3 separate regions of the Zea mays genome follow, and all the other regions are linked to region 3. The links are chromatin contacts, called in public Hi-C maps. All regions are on one chromosome and are shown on one strand. The core of a region is the stretch at or near the end of the contact, and the rest is flanking DNA. Distances in the headings are between cores, read along the strand shown. Region 1 holds the start of LOC100382564. Region 2 holds the start of LOC100275241. Region 3 holds the start of LOC100283137.

Evidence for each region. A called contact is a pair of places that touch in the nucleus more often than the background predicts.
Region 1: a Hi-C map of tassel shows a contact between it and region 3, with 2.2 times the contacts expected there. The contact joins the promoter of LOC100382564 here to the promoter of LOC100283137 in region 3.
Region 2: a Hi-C map of tassel shows a contact between it and region 3, with 5 times the contacts expected there. The contact joins the promoter of LOC100275241 here to the promoter of LOC100283137 in region 3. A contact is called at or near these places in 2 of 25 Hi-C or Micro-C datasets (endosperm and tassel).

What each region holds. Positions count from the first base shown.
Region 1 is chr1:39,828,344-39,832,374 of Zm-B73-REFERENCE-NAM-5.0, reverse strand. It overlaps LOC100382564, which reads right to left and starts at 1,365. Exons shown (of 13, transcript NM_001353444.1): 1 at 1,241-1,365; 2 at 1,035-1,162. The coding sequence starts at 1,139.
Region 2 is chr1:39,678,247-39,682,496 of Zm-B73-REFERENCE-NAM-5.0, reverse strand. LOC100275241 reads left to right here and starts at 1,363. Exons shown (of 6, transcript NM_001149376.1): 1 at 1,363-1,557; 2 at 1,662-1,807; 3 at 2,572-2,622; 4 at 3,451-3,672; 5 at 3,762-3,864; 6 at 3,974-4,250. The coding sequence starts at 1,472. TRNAG-UCC (transfer RNA glycine (anticodon UCC)) reads left to right here and starts at 1,969; the gene lies at 1,969-2,040. LOC109943141 (a long non-coding RNA gene) reads right to left here and starts at 1,099. Exons shown (of 2, transcript XR_002265829.3): 1 at 1-1,099.
Region 3 is chr1:38,983,785-38,988,164 of Zm-B73-REFERENCE-NAM-5.0, reverse strand. It overlaps LOC100283137, which reads left to right and starts at 2,483. Exons shown (of 15, transcript NR_178182.1): 1 at 2,483-2,765; 2 at 2,907-2,988; 3 at 3,138-3,160; 4 at 3,297-3,371; 5 at 3,436-3,489; 6 at 3,580-3,657; 7 at 3,767-3,835; 8 at 3,899-4,048; 9 at 4,137-4,305. It overlaps LOC103634282 (serine/threonine-protein kinase ATG1c), which reads left to right. Exons shown (of 13, transcript XM_008655843.3): 13 at 1-483. The coding sequence ends at 162.

The DNA of each region.
Region 1 (4,031 bases), core at 116-2,615, 850 kb before region 3:
ATGTGTGTTGCATTGAATTTGTGGCCATAGAAGAAGAGTTCGAGTTCAAAACAATGATATATGTGATAGGCTACGGATAGCACCAATTGAAGAAAAGCTTGTCCAACACCAATTGAGATGACTTGGACAAATCCAAATAAGACCTCTATAGGTACCAATGAGTAGTGGAATCCTAAGGTGCGATAGTAATGGGAAGAGGCTGAAGAAAGCTGAAGTTGACATGGGAAGAGGCAGTACGATATTTGAAAGGATAAAATATTGCCAGATATTTAGCCTTAAATAGAAGCAAATGAAAAACAGCTATTCACGTGCCTGAACCTTGATTTGTGGCTTCTGGTGGGCTTCATCTCTAGCCTACCTTAGCTTGGGACTAAAAGGTTTTGTTGTTGTTGTTGTTGTTGTTGTAAAATCATTAGACTTCTTTTGCCAGGTGCATAATTCAATACCAGAATATTGCATGCAGAAGTTCAATCTACTGTTTTGAATTTGCAATATATCTAAGCAATTTGAAACTTACACTGTTCTCATACACCATGATAAGAAAATAGGTGTGGATAAATTCATTTAACTGCACAAACTGGTAGAATGAGGTAAACTTGGAGTGGACAACTTGATCACTAATTGATTTCCAAAGAAAATCAGTTGGCAGCAAGATAACAAGGCACATACAAAAATACAATTCGCTGTTTGGTCTCTGTGCAATAGACAGCTTAACCGCTACAGGTCTATGTGAAGTACTAGTAAATGCAAATGAATTGTGGCACAAAGCACGCTAATGGTAGAACTGGATAAACTTGAAGCCTATCCCATACCAATCAGGCAATCACCACCCAACACACTCAATCTGGAACCCTCAAGAATACCACAAAGCATGAGCTCTACAAGCGGTAAAGATAAATTATCAGCTGGAAGTCAACAAGTCACTACATTAAGTCGCTACAAGCAAATTTAAGGGTGCAGAGATAAGGAACCGATAGAACAACACCCTCATTTTTTAAAAAGGAAATAATACGAAAAATGGAAAATTTCCAGACCTGCACGGGATTAAAGAAGACGGAGTTCTTCTTGTGCAGGAGGATCTCTGCTTCTCCCTCCTTCTTGATATCGTAGTCCTTGAGCTTGTCCACCACTTCCGCCATGTCTCCAAATCCAAAACCTAACCCTAAACCCAAATAGCTCAAGTTAGGGTTCGGATGCTAAATTTTACATGGCATGGAGGAAAAAGAAGAGGCAGGCATACCGGAGGTGGTGGGTTGTAGTCAGCGCAGAGGGCCAGAAGAAAACCTGGCCGCTGGACGTAGGACGGCGGCGGTCGCCCTAAACCATAAACCCTAGTGCACGTTACGTGAACGGGAGAAGATGACTGTCTGTGATTGGTCCCTGGCCTCCTTGTGGGTTGTGGCAGCCCAGGCCTCCTCCCGTGCACCCAATGTGGCCTTGTTTGGTTAGGTGGTCCGTTGTGGACTGACTTGGACGACAGGCGCAGTCTGGACTGCAGATGAGTTGGGGCTTTAGACTGACGAAACGGTTGTTTTCAAAGCTTCTCTAATCTTCGACATACTCTTTATTTTTAACTCTTTATTTAACTATTTATTTGTCTATCTATAAATATTAAACTCTATATATAATGTCTCATTTCAACAGACTCTCTAATATGTAAGTTAGTTTAGATAGCGAGAGTTGCTAGTCAAATTTAGCTAGTGAAAGAGTTAATTTAGAGAGCCAGATAGCTTAACAAAGAGAGCTATTTATGCTATTAAGTAGATAAAAGTTAGTTTGACAAGATATTTAGCTAGTTTTTTGGAGATGCTCTAAAGGGGTGTTTGTGATAGTTTATAATATTAATTTAAATAGTTTTAAAAATATTTTTAATCTAAATAATAAACAAATGGTTTATCTAAATGTCTTCTAAAGGCTTACAACGTCAACTCTACGATTTTATGGAACACCTAATGACCCGATCCACCAACTCTACAAAATTTTCTGGAGCTATAGTTGTCCTAAATAGAGCCTAAAGCTCCCTAAAACCACGGTGATTGTCTCTAAGAAACATCCTAAATTTAGGGACGTATTTTTCTTTCTTATTTTGCTTAATGTTTTTTTATAAAAAATACAAATTAAACACGTAATCAATATACACATACCATTTTAGACTAATCAATATACACATACCATTTTAGACTGACATATATATATATATATATATATATATGGAGTTAAATTTAAAATATAGTAGAAATGTGGTGCATTGTGTATGGAGATGAAATTAGAGGTAATCGCTGAAGAAGCTGAGATTTAGATTGGTAGAATCTTTTATAGGATGGTGGAAAAGTGAGATTTAGGGCATCTTCAAGAAGAACCTTGGACGAGGTCCTATTTTGAAATGTAGGATTCTAACACAAAAATATGCTCCAACAAGGGACATATTTCATAAAAAATCATCAAATAATTATAGAACTCGACCTCTCAGGTTCTAAATACAAGACCCCATATGATAGGGCTTATCCTAGTTTTATATAGTATTTCTAACATGTTATCTCCTAAATAACACAATATATTTTCTAATAACAAGATATATGACTCAAATGTTGGAGATGCAAATGTTTTTGTTGCCCTAAACACTTTGAATTAATTCATATTTCAATTTTTAGGATTTAAATACAGGGCTTCTTGTTGGAGATGATGTAAGTTTGGTTGGTAGCACAACTACCATACACCTCGTTAAAATAAGTCTCTCCTTTGATCCCACCGCACAGTCGCAAATCGCACCGTCCTAAATAACATAATTTTTAGGATTTTTAAATCTATACTCCTGGTTTAGCACCACTGCTCAATTTTATCCCTCTATACAATAATGGATGAGGCGTTTTTACTACTAGAGAGATAAAACTGAACAGTGGTGCTAAACTAAAGACACTAATTTTAAAAAGTCCCTAAAAATGCACCACAACATATGTCTCTTCTTTCTGGATTTATCCTCTCGTTTTGTATCATCCTGAGAGTTGTGAAGACACTCGGAGGCAGGGTCGGGCCTAGAGGGGGGAGCAGTTCCCCCCCCCCAGTTTCATGGGCCCCACCTCTAATAGGCCATGTCAGCAACGTATTACTGTATGTATTCAGTATTTAATTCCAACTCATGTGATACTTGTGATAAATAACTAATTCAGAGTGCTTGGCCCATGCAGCGCACAAATGATTCATGTGTCTATTCTCGGATCGCCTAGCGGCTACTACATGTCGCCAGCAATTAGTAGATCACTTCAAACGAGTTTGCGATGTGTGACCTATGATTGTCCTAAGACTGTTGCATCAGCTGAAAGTAGTTTTCAAAGTTGAAGCCGCTGAATTAAAATATTTAAGGTCTAAAACATGGCGAGAAAGACTAAATAGTTTGCTACTCTATCGAGAAGATATTAGTGGACATTGATATTGATGTCATCATCCATAACTTCACCTCAAGACATGTTAGAAGGATTTTTTTTCTTGAGATGAATATTTGTATACATGTTTGAGTATTTTTAGCAATATATATTACACAAATAAACGCCCCAATTTTAAGTCTTGCTCTAGTCCTCTAATTTGTCAGGACCGGCGCTGCTCGAAGGCGCGGATGTCAAGCGCTGGCAAGCTATATGCCTCCCGGGCCGTCCACAATTACGCCCAGGTGGAAGGTCGTGGAAGGCGAGCAGTTAGAGGCTTGTTCGATTATTTTCCAATCCATATGAATTGATATAAATTGAAAGAGATTTTAACTTACTAGGGATTGAAATCCATTCAATCCACTCAGTAATCGAAATTGACCAGAACATGCCCTAGGAAACACTCATCTCGTGGCAACGGGTCTCGAGCTAGGGTAGCAGGCTAGCAGCGGCTTCAAATCTGACGACTCCTCTGGCGAGGCTACCACAACGCAACATCAAACCTCACTTCGGACAATTCCACCCACCGCCCGTTGTTTTCTCTAACGGGGCGTTTGGATCCCTTCATTTTAGAGAAATTGGAATTCACTCAATAAAGTAACTTATTTAGTT
Region 2 (4,250 bases), core at 114-2,613, 700 kb before region 3:
TATTGCACAACAATTCAGGCAGATTTGATGTTAATAATATCAAATTCATCCAAAGTGCCGAGGTGTTCATCCCCCCAACACCAGTAACAGCCCTATCACCTTTTGGTGTGAAAGGCACCATATATGAACACCCCAGAAACGCAACTGATCAAAACATGTTATTACTGCAAGATTCAGATTGAAGCACGATGTGGTTCAAGTGCGACATAGAATTTACGAAGCATCTGTTGTACAATAACTTGTTACTCACAAACTTGAATAAATGAGAAGAAATCAGGCTAATTTGAACAGACCTAACAAAAGCAAGGAGCTAACCAGTCTTCATAATGACATAAAACCTGAGAAAAGGACATGTTGAAGACAGTAAGACACATGCATCTTAAGAGCATTATTAGCATAAGCAGCACACATAATGTGCATAAAATTAATTCGAGCGGACAGAGTAGCTAGGCAAAGACTAACTTAAGTATACAGTATCATCTAAATATGGTAGATACATAGCATAGGTGATCAGCTATAAGGTCGGATTTCACATGAGGAACATAAACATGACAGCTGTGTGCAGTATCATCTAAGTAGATAAGATCAGTTGTATGATCAGATTTCACATGAGGAACATAAACATGACAACGGCCAGCCTCGTACAGGAAATATGGTTTATTGACGAAGGGAGGTGCCAGCTGCTCTAACTAGTAACTAATGCATCCTATGCCAAATGTAAGTCATTTTAGGATTCGATCAGGTAAAGCTTTTGTTAACTGGTCCATCAAATATTAAAAGTGGTACATATTGACCACCGTGGCCGTGACGCTGTCGTCGTCGGCGGATCTCATCGCGGCCTCCGCCTCTTCGAGAGGCAACTCCGCATCCCCGGCCATGGCAGCAGCAGCAGGGCGTCCGCGCCGCAGTCCATACCTCGCGAGTTGCGGAGTACTCGAAGCCCTTTTCCCTCCTCCCTACAACACATTCCTAGCAGCACGGCTCACTGGCTCAGCGGCGCGAGAGGCAGGACACAGACCGAGCTCACTGCTGCCATCCCATCCCCTCCCTCCACGGCGCTCGTGGATGCAAATGAACAGTCGAAACGAACAGCCGAAACAGAGAGGGAAGAAAAGGCCCTGGGCCGTGTCAGAAAACCTAACCTGACCCGGTGCAGCACGGGCCGTTCCGGCCCACGGAGCAACCGCTGCGTGGGCCCGAACAACCTAGTAATTTCCAGAGAGATCCGTCCCTATCCCCAACCTTCCTACCACCACCACGTGGTGTGAGTGTGACGGCATTTGGCGTTTTGGCTATACAAGAGTCATCATCATCATCGCTTCCCAATATCCAGAAGTGTAAGTATCTCGCGTCGCCGCGATCGAACACACACATCACCAGCTTTGGGAGCCGCTGAGAGAAACCGGACGCGCGGTGGTTTGCTTTCGCCGGAAGCGCCGTCGGATTAAGAAGCATAAAGGGAGGAGGACAGATGGCGGGGGATCGGCTGAGCTGGGCGGGGCTGCTCAAATGGAGCCTCTCCTACGTCGACGGGGCGGGACCCTCTCGCGCCGTCAGGTAAGGGAATGTTGGATTGCTGGCGAGAAGTCAGCGCATGTCTGCTTTTCTCTTTGTAGACGTGGCTGAAGCGCGTGTTGGTTTTCGGTGGTGCCAATCAACAGAGAGGAGGAGCGGCGGTGGCTGGCGGACGCGGTGGAGCAGCACATGATGATGGACGTGGTGAGCCGGATGAGGGAGATTGCGCTGCTCATGAGCACCCCGCCCGCCGTCCTGGAGGCGCAGGGCATCACCCACGACGACATCGAAGGTATGGGTCAATTATATTGCATGATTGCAGGATGCATTTCCCACATCTCCTGCTTAAATTCGCTGAACACGCATGCTAGTGTTGGCTTCTACGCTTAGATCTTTCAGTTTTAGCGTTGCAAGTTTAGTATTAAAACTATGAATTTCAGTTAACACATAACAGCGTTTGTAGTCCAACGGTTAGGATAATTGCCTTCCAAGCAATAGACCCGGGTTCGACTCCCGGCAGACGCAAATTTTTTTGTTATTCTGGCTCATAATTTCAACTCTAGTCTGGCCCAAATTGCTTCAAAGTAATGGTTATAGATGTGGAATTGGGCAGGCATTTTTTTTTTGTTATTCTGGCTCATAATTTCAACTCTAGCCTACCCCAATTTGCTTTGTTATTGTTGTTCCGCTTTACATCAAGGAACAGTAACGCTTAGACAAATGACCCTCCCTTTACCAAAAAATATGAAAAGATTGGTGGAGATATATTTCTATGCGGCTTTTCGTTGTACTTGTGTTCTTCTTACCTGATTGTTTGAAGAACTGACATCTATCTAATGGTTATACGCATAGGCATGTTTTGAGCCCTGTTGAGTGTAACAATCTGCAAGTTGAGGGGAAGCAGATTACAGTCTGCCTATATAATCTAGAATGTTGTTTCAACTTGCAGATTGTAACAGCCTTCAAGCTGACTATGTGGACCTTAGTTGCATTTAGTTTCAGATGTCATTTCTCATACCTGATGAATACTGATCTGCATGCTTCGGAAAATTCCAGATTTGCTGAGTGAGCTGCAGGTGCATGTTGAGTCTATCGACATGGCAAATGGTATGTCCCAGATTCATGTTCAATTTTTCCCATGTTTTGTTATCATTTCATTTATATTTCACAAAATCTCATGTTTCATATCTCAATTTGCAATCGACTTCTAGTTTTATGGCCGTAATCTTTGTTTAACCCCACCCTTACCTCAATATGGTTTCAGTTGTGATATACAATACAAAATGGTACCTCCTTTGTGGGATTCTTGAGGGTCCTTGATGTGGATGGCTCCTTGGGGCCAGACTTTTGCACAATTACAAATCATATGATAGAAGTCTTCATAGCTATCTGATATGTGTTATGAGTGTGTGTCCATTAGAATTCGCCTACTCCTAGTGTCAGGTCGTAATTTCTGCTTGCATTAAGGTTTATGAACATATTTCATTCATACATACAGGAACTCAAATTATTTACTTTTAAGTGAAATCTACAATTCCATATGTAGGAGACAATGGTAGCACTTGGAGGCATGCATTCTTGGTGTTGAACTGAATACATTCACATCATTGGGTGATTCAAAATGACATTCGTAGTTTCTTTTGAGGTGGCTAAACAAATGGATGGAGGCAACTATAGTGGTATTTGGCAATAGAACATTGTTATTCAGGTGAATTCTCAGCTTCCCCTTTCAATATGCTACCGTGCAACCTTTTTCAAGGGGAGCTGATCCATTAGAATAAACATAATTGACTGAACGATGAACTGATTGTTCACAATGAAGCAATAATAGCCACGAGTCTAATTTAAAATATCCATCATGTGAAACTATCATTTTTTATACTCACAGTTTGTTATTTGGATGACTTATTTTGCCATTTCTATGTGGTGCTCTAGATTTGCATTCTGTTGGTGGGTTGGTTCCAGTTATCAAGTACCTCAGAAATTCTAATGCTCGTATCCGAGCGAAGGCAGCTGATGTGGTAACAACAGTGGTTCAGAACAATCCGACCAGCCAGCAGTTGGTCATGGAAGCTAGTGGGTTTGAACCTCTCTTATCCAATTTCAGATCAGATCCTGACCTTACTGCTCGGATAAAAGCTCTTGGTGCACTATCTTGTAAGTGTTTTGTCCACATTTTTAGATGGACATAGTATATATTACATCCTAAATTGACATGTCTAATTATGCCCTCATTAAATATTCAGCTCTGATTCGAAACAACAAACCAGGAGTTTCTGCATTTCGTTTAGCCAACGGATATAGTGGACTAAGAGATGCATTGAATTCAGAAAGTGCAAGGTTTCAGAGGTAACACAATTGATTCGAAATCCTGAGGTGATGTTTTTTGGAAAAATGCCTTGCCTTCATGTTATTTGACTGAGGTGTTTTTGGTCTTTTTTTTGTGTGTGTCTATCAGGAAAGCATTGAGTCTGACTCACTATCTGCTCAGCGAAAGCCATTCAGATTGTTCAGTATTTGCACAGTTAGGTTTCCCCCACCTTATGATGCGTTTGGCATCCAGCGATGACTCCGGTGTTCGAGAGGCAGCATTAGGGGGCTTGCTTGAGCTTGCAAGGGACACGACACTTGGAAATAGGAATCTACTAGCAGAACATGACAGGTTACGAAGGCTTCTCCGTGGACGTATGGAAAGCATAAGGACGATGACTCCTGAAGATTTGGATGCTGCACGA
Region 3 (4,380 bases), core at 1,234-3,733:
TATACGAGGGCGGTATCCATGCTGCGGTTTCTCCTGATCGAGGCACCATCACTTGCCCTCAACCCTCCTTTGACTCTGACAAGATCCGATCGGCATCGACTTCGCACATACATTGAAGCTCTCAACACCAGGCTCTGTCAGATGCAGAGCCAGAGGCATTGACTGCTGCCATGTGTCCTCAAATCTTGTTCAGGTTGAGGGACGGTAGACTTGTGCAATATTTTTTCATTTGTAAATATATTTGTTGGCCCAAGATAGGACATGTAAGATGTCAGAAATTTGGAACTAGGCAGAGCAGCGAAAATCTATTATAACTCGACCAGACTACTATTATGATATGGAATTAGGTGGAGTGTACGTGTTAGGTTCATTCTGTGTGAATTCAGGCAGAAGCTTGAAAACGAAATGACCAATCATGGTCACTTGTGGAAATGTAAACTACTTCGTAGATTCTTTATTAGTACTCTATTTCGTTCTTTTTTATTTGTTGTGGTTTAGTTAAAAAAATGAATTAGCTTTCGACAAATATTCGAGAAAGGATAGTATATGTTATGGTGTGTTCCAACTAAAAACTTATGCATCTAATATCATCTCTTATATGTTGTCGAATTTATTATGCTAGACGTGTCCGACCACTACATCCTATGCAAATGCACAAGGTCTTCTCGAGTTCGCCTTTTCAGAACTGTTCTTTGCCGGACATCACAAACAGCCAGACATTGACAGGTTCTGAAAGGTATTTGTCAGCGTCCATGAGGAACATAAATTGAGTAATAAATTGGATGTTGTCAGCGTCGGACCCATGGTTTATTATAATTTTTATACCAGTAAAGCTTTTTAAAGATTTGTTCGGCAAAAGACAGGCCCACAGTAGGCCTGGCTGGGATAGCATTTCCATCGCTTGGAGGCAAAGTAACAATACGAAAAGCTCACAGGTAGGTCGGTAGCTTGCTCGACTCAATTAATCAGTGACTCGTCTGTTTGTATTTCTTAATAAACTCAGCCACTAAAACTTATGTTGTTAACGAGCCAGTTCGTGAGTTGACTTTAAATTTAAACTTACTCTGTTTTTTTTTATTTGTTACGGTTTAGTTCAAAAATTGAGGGCGGACGTGTGATCCTCACTAGACGGCGTCCACGTGATTGGTTCACTGTTGCGGACGTGTAGTTGTAGCCAAGAGTTTTAAAGCGACAAGACAATAATTCATGAAGGGTCAAGAAAATCATCGACAGAAATCAAGCAAGACCTTAAAAACTAATACAAGTTTCATATCAATGTATAATACAATTTCAAATAAGAAAACTATATGAACAAAATAAGCAAAAAAATGTTGTTAGTTCTTGCTGGCCGAATAGAAACCGTGCGTACCCTGTAAAATGTCGATCTCTTCGAAGAGCGGAAGCGCTGGGAAAGAGGCGAGGTTAGGTGGCATCTCCGATTGGGAGCCAGGACTCGCTGGTTCACCAAGTCGATGGGGATAGATCATATCGTCGCGACAAGTAAGATCAGACTTGTCAAGCGGGACGACATCGTGACAACAACAAACATGATGGGGACACATGAAGGTGGCGGACAACGCCTCGTGTCGAGAAGGTGGTAACAGTGAACGGTATCTAGAACATGGTATCCGGGTGGACTAGCTCAGGCGGCGTAAGAAAAAATGGGACCAAACATATATATGTGAAGACAAGACCAATGAGGAGGACATGAATCATGAGGACTGGTCCGATCCGATGAGCAGGTCTAGAACGGGACTATTTTAGCCCATTTAAATGGATTGTTCGTTTCAGATTAAAGTCGACTGTTTGGACTGCTGCAACTGCAATCTATAGAGACAAAAACACTGTAGAAACAGTAGAAACCGGTACAGATTAATCCAAACAAACAGATTGAAAACTTTAGGTATATGAGATTATAAAAAGGGAGCCATGGCCAACTTTATCCCTTCGAATCCGTTTATGGCTAGGCTCCACGGAGACGGTAGGTGGCTACATACGTGGGCATGCAACCTGCATTGTATGGGCTACGCTTTTGCAATGGCACTCAAGCCAAACTGATTCTATATTTATGTTCTATATCGTATTTAAAATTTTATTTATACACTCTTGTCTAATAGACATCTACACATAACCATATAAGACTTGATTGGATAGCTAGGCATGTATGGACAGGCTAGACGCGTCCTAGCCGGCTGGATACGGTAGTTTTAAGTGTATGGAGTGATGCAGGTTAATAATTTTAAAATGAGTTGGTTTATATTTACTCATGTGGTCACATACAAATAAATAAACATAAGCTCAAACAAAATCAAAACAAACAAATATAAGTTCAAACAAAATTAACACATACGATGACCCGAGATAAATTGATACGGGCAACCAATCAGATAGATAAAGTTGTTCCGAATATGCACAAGCAACTAAAATCATGAACTAACTCCGCTTCTACCAACAATAGGCTCTTACCGGCGTGGTTCGACTTCTACAACAAACATGGCATCTGTCTCACCCTGCCCTCTTTCATCATTTCCCGAAGCTTCGCATCCGTCCTTCGGTCCTTCCTCACCCGTTCGTCTGTCTCGCCTCACCCACCCACCCACAGCATCAGAACGGAGGGAATTAGGGAGCTTCGGCCGGATCCGCAACATCGGGGAACGGCGGGAACCAGGGAGCTCCCGCCGCCTAGAACCGGAGCTCCCAATCGATCCACTGGCCGTTGAGCCGACACTTCAATGGAAGCCCACGCCTCGCGGGGCCGCCGCACCGTACGTCCCCTTCTCGTTTCTCGTTATTTCGACCTTTTTTCAAATGAGATGGCACGCAGATCCGTGATCCGATAGTACCAGCTTCTGAGATCTGAGACCCGAGGTGACAATTATGTCATCTTGTGCGCGTGTTTGTGGCAGCTGGAGGAGATTCGGCAGAAGAGAGCCGCGGAGAGGATGCAACACGCCGTCCCGATCGCGGCGTCTCACGTCGACTCTCACGGTTGGTACATCCTTCTCTCCAACCCTCGCTCGGTGACTTTTCGTTCGGATGATCTCTTAATTTGCTTTAGTTTGGTTTGATGCTAACTTTGTGCTGTATTTTCCTTCCCTGTGTCACTGTGTGTCTCTACCAATGCTGATGATCTTTAGGGAACCAAAGAGCTGGAGCTGAGGTCAGTTTAGCATTTTATATCGTTCACGTCTTCACGAGCACTCGACTGTTGATAAATTGCATTCTGGTTGCAAATATGAGTCCCTGGTGTTTTTTAGAGTGTAACCAGTAACCGAGCATTTTTGTATGAATACTAGCATCTTGCTCGAGTTCAAGAACTTGAAAATGGCAACACGGAATTGGAGAGGGAAAACAAAATGCTCTTGTCCAAGGTACTTTATATGCAATTTGGTTTCATTGTTACTTGGAGGTTCTGACGTTGATTACCTCTGCTAGATCGCTGAGAAGGAAGTTGAGAAGGACGCCCTTGTAAACCGTTTGAATGATCTCGTGAGCCTCTGAGTATATTGTTATTGGTGCTGACTGCTGAGCTCCTGTTTTTCGTTGCCTTTAAAAAATGGCTTGATTTGTTTTCTGCAGGAGCGGAATGTAGTGCCCTCTTTGAAAAAAAGCTTGAATGACATTTATTTGGAGAAAGATGCTGCTGTAGTTGCTAAGGTATTGAACACCTGTTTTTTGTTGCATTTGTGCTATCATGTGTCTGATGGAGTGATGGTCTAATTATGCATGCCATCTCATTATGTCTTTTGCCTGGTATGCTGAGTAGGAGGATGCTCTAGCTCAACTCAGGAGCATGAAGAAACGACTCAAGGAAGCAGAGGAAGAACAGTATAGGGTATTTATTGAAAGATGATCATTATCAGCATTATGATCACTTGGCTAATCTGGAAATGTACAGGCAGAAGAAGACTCGGCCTCCTTGAGAGCACAGCTAAATACCCTGCAGCAGCAAATGGGCCACACTTACAGTGGATATACAATGGGAACATCAAGTGAGGAATCTGTTGCCATGGAAAAGGAGATACAAGATTTACAGGCACAGCTAAAGGTAAGGTTTATTCAAAAAAATCTGCCTGTTTATCTTGTTTCACGCTTTCTCTAATCATTACATCTAAACTAACAATATTGCAACACAGCAAGAGTCACTGCTAAGGCAACAGGAGCAACAACAATTAGCTGAACAATCCCAGCTGAGGCAACAAGAGCAAGAAAAACTAGCCAAAGAGCAAACCCGTATTGCTTCTCTGGAGGCTGAAAAGCAACAGTTGGAAGACCAAATTACTATGTTGACAAAGAAAGCTACAGGTATGGAGGATACATATACTTACATTATTCTGTCTTTTATTTATGTGAGGAATGTTAGAACTTGCCGGAGATACA